Linked DNA regions of Mus musculus: region 1 is linked to region 2. Evidence: chromatin contacts called from public HiChIP or PLAC-seq data. All regions are on one chromosome and are shown on one strand. Each heading gives the region's core, a stretch centred on a gene start, on an enhancer-like site or on the middle of the called end of the contact. The rest is flanking DNA. Distances are from core to core; before and after follow the strand shown. Region 1 has its middle 14 kb from the start of Gm35218. Region 2 overlaps Fndc3a (fibronectin type III domain containing 3A).

Region 1 (3,198 bases), core at 668-3,167, 140 kb after region 2:
CGGGTTGCTGTTTAGGAGGGCCACACATTGGTACCACAGGCCACTGAAAGCAGGAAGTGAGCTGGGACACAGCCATGTAGGGTGGTTAGCATCAGCCATGAAGAGGAATACAGCCGGTCTCCTAGCTGAGCCCAAGTGCAGCTTTCGAGTCTCCTGTCATAGCTGGTATTTCTTGATTGTGGCTTTGGGTGTACGGCAGGTGCCCATTCATTGTCTGGTGACTCTAGCGTCGCTCAGGAGTTCCAGAGATCAAGGAGTCTGTAAAGGTGCAAAATCAACAGGCATGACTCCTGAAGGTTCTCTTATCTGACACTTTTAGAGAACAAGATGACGTTTCCAACTAACTAAAGTCAGGAGCTCCCTAGGGGATGAGGCTATCCTAAGATAACCACGCTTGAAAGCATCACCCCACCACGATCTGTACGTCTTCCCTTGGGTTATCCTTATTCAAAACAGAAACTTGAAAACTGAATTTCCATGATGCTCCAAAATGCCTGCTATGGGGGTCTAGGGCCACTGTGCCCTTCACCCTACTTAAACACAAGATCTGTACGCAGTTTATCATTTAAAGCACAGGCCTCATTTTGCCTTAGTCATTTTAGACTTAATGTAATAGAGGTTTATTTTATGTTCACATAATAGCATTAGTGCAGTTGTATGTCAAATAGGGGCAGTGGTAGGAATACATGTGTATGTTGTTCAGGGATTCAGTCTAATGGTGGCACTGCCATTTTTAATATCAAGCTTGCAAGGCTGCTCCTGAATGTTGACATCCAGGAAGCAGAGGAATAAAGTGCATGGATTGTTATGGAGCCTCGGGCTGGTGAACTAAAACTTCCTTTGGCTAAGGTTTAATCATACAGGCACAACAAATTACAAAGGGTGCCTGTGAAGGTGGGTGGATAGAAATACAGACCTTGGCTCGGCACTCACTTTTCAGTGACAACTCTTTGCTAAAATGGGGGAAAGCACAAGAAACCAGGGAGATAGCTTAGTGGGTAGAAGTTGTTGAAAGCATCAGGACTTGAGTTCAAATCCCTATTGCCTACATAAAAAGGGGGGGCATGGTTGGGTATGCTGTAACACCATGCTTGGGAGGTGAGGACAGGCAGATCCTCTGGCCAGCCTCAATAAAATAATAATAAGCTTCAGGTTCAGTGAGCAACCCTGCCTCAAAAAACAAGATGGAGTACAAAAGAAGAAACCCCAGTGTCCACACAGGGCCGGCCACACAGGGGCATGCGCACTCTCACACACATATCATATGCACGTATGCTACACCCAAACACCCTATACACACACACTCCCTGTTAAAGAAAGGGGAAGCTAAACATCTATGTCCTGAGTGGAAATCTTCAAATGTATGCTTTCTCATCAAATCAAATGTAACGTTTCCTCTCCATGCTGGATTGCTGGCCTTCCCCTTTGAAGATTGCTAGCACTCCCCTCAGCCACGCATCTTCTAGCTTTCCTTTCTTCTAATCTCTCTGAGAAGAGTCATTAACCTCTCTTGAATACAGTAAGAAATAAAGGTCTGTGCAAGCATTGCAGGAGTCCAGGTGTGCTACCGAGGCAAGTGAACACGTTTCGTAAAATCTATTTTTGTTGTTCTGACGCTTCCTGATCACTTCCTGTTTCTTTTCTTTCTTTCTTTTTTTTTTCTGTTCTGAGAGATGCATCTGGAGAACTCTGTTGTTTTAACTACGAAGCCTCATTTCAGCAAACCTGAGCTGATCTCAAGGCATACAGCAAGGGCCTCGTAACAAAACCTTAACTTTTCCACAACTCCAATTTCCCGAAGGAGCATCCGTATGTACACAGCACCTTTGTGTGTGTGGCCCGTTTTATTCATCTTAGCTCACTTACAGAGATGAATTTAGAAGACAGCCACTCTCTCTCCTGCTCCCCTTCATCTTTCCTGTGTGTATCTAGAACCAGGAAATGAGAGAATGAATCTTAGTGGAGTCCTGCTTGGTTTCATATCTGGTCGAGTTTTCAGTCAAGGGAACAAAAGAAACAAACCTTCTGGGAGACAAAGATCGGTCTTTGTTTTAGTTGTTATTTAAAGGCCTTTAATAATCAGCATGATGAAATTTTCTAGCTAGTGTTATTTGTTTATACATAAAATTTCCTCAGAGTTGAGACACAATTTAATACCAGGAAAACAAACAGTAAAGCCCTGTCCTGCCGGGTCCTGTGAGTTTGAGTGTGTATGTTAGCTGCCTACACATTGCACTGCCTGTGACTTCAAAGGGTTCAGATGACAGGAAGGGAAAGACTCGTGTTCTCTATCAGGTATTCTTAGAAATGCCAACTCATTTTTCTAGAGTATATATAGCACAAGTTAACAAGAAAATGAATCACTTCCAGGACTGTGTGGGGACTGTGACATTGTAGTAACACAGCTTACTTAAGAAATTCGAAAACAACATCCTGAGTTATTAAAGCTATGAGTAGATTACTGAAGGGAGACCACAAAGCAGGCTCAGCCTCAACTGAGTTGAGAGCTGTCAACAAAATTCACTGGACTTTGTTAAGCATAGTGGTTACTGTGTCTAATGGTAATTTTAGGTTATTAAAAGTGGGGATGGGCTAGGGTGGGGATACTCATTGCCACATGTGATTCTGTTTTGTCATGGTCTGTCATGAGTTTCTAAACTTCTGGTAAGTATCAAGCCTGGCCTAATACTCTCAAAGAGAATCAGAGCTGGGTACTGGTCAATTTGGTTACAAAAATCTATTCAACAAACCCTTTGATCTACATTGCTATTGCCTGCAAAACATGCTAGAGCAAAAGTGACCCCAAGTTTTGGGGAATAACCAACCTATGTATTATTTGACTTAAGGACAATTCCACAAGGTGTAACCTATAAAACACACATACACACAGGACCTGGTGCTGACTCATGTAGCAGTGTAGACACTACTTGGATGAACAAGTACAGAGACTACATAGCTCAGAAACCTTGGGTAAAAAAATCACATATATTTGTGTGTGTGTGTGTGTGTGTGTGTGTTAATTAGTGATAAAATGACTCCTGATGATATTCTGTTATAGTCATAGATCAATGTTTTCGTTCAGGTGTCATCACAGAAGCTTCCTTCTAGAACAGATGGGAACAAATACCAAAGACCTACAGCCAGACATTACACACAGAGACCTTGGAACATTCTGCAGTACAAGGGTTGTCTCTATCA
Region 2 (3,441 bases), core at 598-3,097:
GGCAACAGAATACAGTTATTACCAGGCAACCAGGGCAACAGAATACAGTTATTACCAGGCAACCAGGGCAATATGCTGTGGTTAACTCATTAATAGATTCATATTGAAGTCAGTGACTGGCCTCAGGCAACATATGTTAACAAAAATCTATCAGGGACTCATGAAAGTACATAAGTATCTGCCACAGCTGTGATTAGTGTGGGGGAAAATAAAACCTTACAGGACTTCCATCTGACCCTGAAAAGCAAGTCAGCAAAAAGAAGGTGAAGCTTAAGAAGGTGTGTGAGCACATATGAAAACAAAAACCAAGACAAAACTTTCCTAGGGGAAAGCAAAAACAAAAGCCTACTTCTACTGGTTATTCAATAGCAAAGACAGCAGCCCTTTAGGCTAAAAAATCCACAATGACAAAGACATGAGGTAAAACATATTTCTGTTTCCTTACCTGTTGTGTTCCATCTGCACTTACAATAGGGGCAGACAGAAGAGAGATGTCGCTACTTAAAATCTGAGCTGTGTCTAGCAAAGGCGGGTGTTCTGCCATTATCAATAAGGCATCAATATACCGGAAAGCCCTCCAACTCTGCAAAACAAAAAGACATAACCACTGAAGTATACATCCAGAAAATACATTAAAATACAATCAGGAATTGCCTCACTAACAAACAAACTGTCCAAGGAAGACCAAAAAGATCACCTGACTTCTTTTTCAATCAACTACTTGGGAAAATGTATTTCATACAACCCAACCAAGGTAACTATTAGTTATCCTCAACCTAACGCTAATACCAGAAGCTCTATTTACACTTTCTGCATCTCCATCCTTCCATTCCTAGATAGGGAATTTAATTTACTCATCACTATTCAATCTACATCCTGAAAGACATCAAGCTGCAATGGCTGAATGAGGTAACCGTACCTCTGACACTTTTCTTTGAGCTGACAAGGTAAAATTACAAAGGCTCAATCTCCCTCATCGTCCTGTTTGCCTTGAGGCACTATACAAAAAGAATCATGATTTTCTACTGAATCCTCACACAAAGTAACACAGTTTAAGGGGGAGGGGGGAGTTGTTCAGGATCAGGGCAAGAGCCTTCAAATTTTAAGTTTTAAGCTCTTCCAGTATCCATTCATCTGCTCTGAGAACAACTGTACAGCACAATGAATCTTATGTGAATGAAAGGGTGTACTAGCACTCATACGGCAAGGTGGGATGGTAGGATTAGTTTATACTGCATGAACCAATAAACATCAGCAAACTGAGCAAAATGACCACAGTCACACGTGCTACTAAGTCGACGCTGAGCTTTATGGAGTCATTTCTGGATGCCTGTCACATTCACCAAGTCAGTGCTAAGGGACAAGACATTCAATTTTCAAAGATGAAATTCACACTATTTTAAAATGTTGAATCTGCATAGAAACTCCCATAGAAGTTGACTCAACTTGACAACAATTTTCTGTTTAGCTGTATTAGAAAGTGCTGAGACTCTTAAAATGCATTCAACACAGGTACTTATTGATGATTTCACACTAAAAATGGCAATAGAGAACACTGTATATGATTAGCTGACTCATGGAAAGGCACACCACTTAGACAGTGTTTATACTACATACACATGCATATGAACACATTAACTTCTGCCATAATGTACATTACTAAACTATTAAAAGACTGACAAAACGTAATACTGTGAATCACATCAAATAATTTCTCTGTGGAATTTACAAAGAATTTTAAGGCGGCAAAGAATCTTTATGTTATTTTGACTCTTGCAAATCTCACAATTTTATTATGTAAGAGCAGACACTTTCAGGAAGTAAACTCCCAATTAAAGAGAGTGTGTAAGTACTTCATTTTTGTTCCCCGCTTCCTCTTTCTTTTTCTTCCTTCACCCCTCCCTCCCCCTTCTCCTTGTTATAATAGCAATGAACTTGTATTTCATTAACAGACAGCCTCTCGGTGTCATGCAGGTAGACTCCAACCCTCCTCTGCTATGGTCCCCTGGGTCCACAAGGCCACAAGCTCCTCCTCCTCCTCACTGCACTCATTTCTCTTCTCTTTTTCCTTTTTGTGTGTGTGTGGACTGAGGACTGAGTTACACCACAGACAACTGAAGGAATTCAAAGTACCAATAAACAAAATATTCTCAAAATCATATATTGGTTTGGAAAATTAATTTGAACTTGGAATGGCATATGACTGGGTGGGCACCCTTAGGAGGAGAAAACCTGTCTAAGACTGACTATGTCAAGTGGCATTGAAACTAACAAAATAGCAATCAGTAACTAACAAAGTCCTACAATCATTTTGAAAAAACTCTTCTAGAATCTATCAAAGTTTGTTTCTCATGCTAGGGTTTGAAGCCAGGCCAAGTGAGGCAGGCACTACCACTTAGATCCACAGTCCTATCTACCAAAGCTGGGCACATACATGTAGTGGATGCTGTTTATGCTCTGACCACAAAGACTCACAACAGATGCCCAAAAGTAATGCATGCACTTATTGAAATATAAGTGGACCAACACACATGTAAGTATATGAGTTTGTAGCAACTTGATTTAATAGTCCTTTAAAACCAGAGACAACCTAATGCCCCTTAGAAATCAACCAATCTATTCAATAACTATATAAACCAAAGAAAATAATAAACTGTCAATTCAGAGAACAGGGAGTAAAATTTCTCAAATACAATGTGAGTGAAAAACAAAGAGAATACATACTGTTCAACTTTGAAGAAAGCTCAAACACAATTTATTGTTAAATCAACACACTGGTTGCCTCTGGGGAGTTAAAGATGGGGGCAGGTAACAGTTTCTGGGATGCTGACTCTGCTCTGTGACTTGACCCAGGAGCTGTTAAATGGACCACAACTACTAAATTGTAAACACTACATGTTCATCTTTCATGTACTGTTCTGTACATTTTTTCAATACAATAATCTTTGAAAGTTAAAGACCACATCATCTCAAACTGTCTAGTAAAACCATTCAATAAATTCAATACTCATTCATGAAAAAGATAAAAACTGAAAGCAAAAAAAATAAAGACTATATATAAAAAACCACAGGGAAGATTATATGTAATAACTAAGCCTGGAAGTTTTTCTTCAAGATCAGGAAAAGACAAGAATGCCCATTTCTATAAATACTTATTTCAAATATTTCCCTTATTATATTGCTATTATACTTATTATATATAGTTCTGTTTCACAAAGGCAACTTCTTTCAAGTTATTTCATATACTTTGACCATATATATTTATTCCCTATACTGTCTCGACTTACACTTCCTCCTTTTCCCACAGGTATTCTAACTCTTCCTCTCCATGTGTCTCTTCTGCTTTCATGCCGTTCACTCATGCATGTGTGTTCACATACATGGTAGATACATATCACATACATAGTAATAAATATATGTTTTGTTGTTCTAGATCCACAA

The links. HiChIP or PLAC-seq counts read pairs in DNA pulled down with a chosen protein or histone mark.
Region 1: an H3K4me3 HiChIP or PLAC-seq map of bone marrow-derived macrophages shows a contact between it and region 2, with 3 times the contacts expected there. The contact joins two enhancer-like sites. A contact is called at or near these places in 1 of 15 datasets of contacts at CTCF or cohesin (CD8 T cells) and 2 of 115 datasets of contacts at active chromatin or transcription factors (CD8 T cells and bone marrow-derived macrophages).

The regions. Positions count from the first base shown.
Region 1 is chr14:72,820,129-72,823,326 of GRCm38.p6, forward strand. No RefSeq gene overlaps it. Among named protein-coding and RNA genes, the nearest start is that of Gm35218, 14 kb to the left of the region's middle. Within about 2 kb of position 1,918, at least 66 of the 459 cell types and tissues checked have an H3K27ac peak or open chromatin away from gene starts, as enhancers often do. A contact at or near this core is called in bone marrow-derived macrophages, where this site is marked.
Region 2 is chr14:72,683,189-72,686,629 of GRCm38.p6, forward strand. It overlaps Fndc3a (fibronectin type III domain containing 3A), which reads right to left. Exons shown (of 26, transcript NM_207636.2): 2 at 446-583. The coding sequence starts at 544. Among named protein-coding and RNA genes, the nearest start is that of Fndc3a, 25 kb to the right of the region's middle. Within about 2 kb of position 1,848, at least 34 of the 459 cell types and tissues checked have an H3K27ac peak or open chromatin away from gene starts, as enhancers often do. A contact at or near this core is called in bone marrow-derived macrophages, where this site is marked.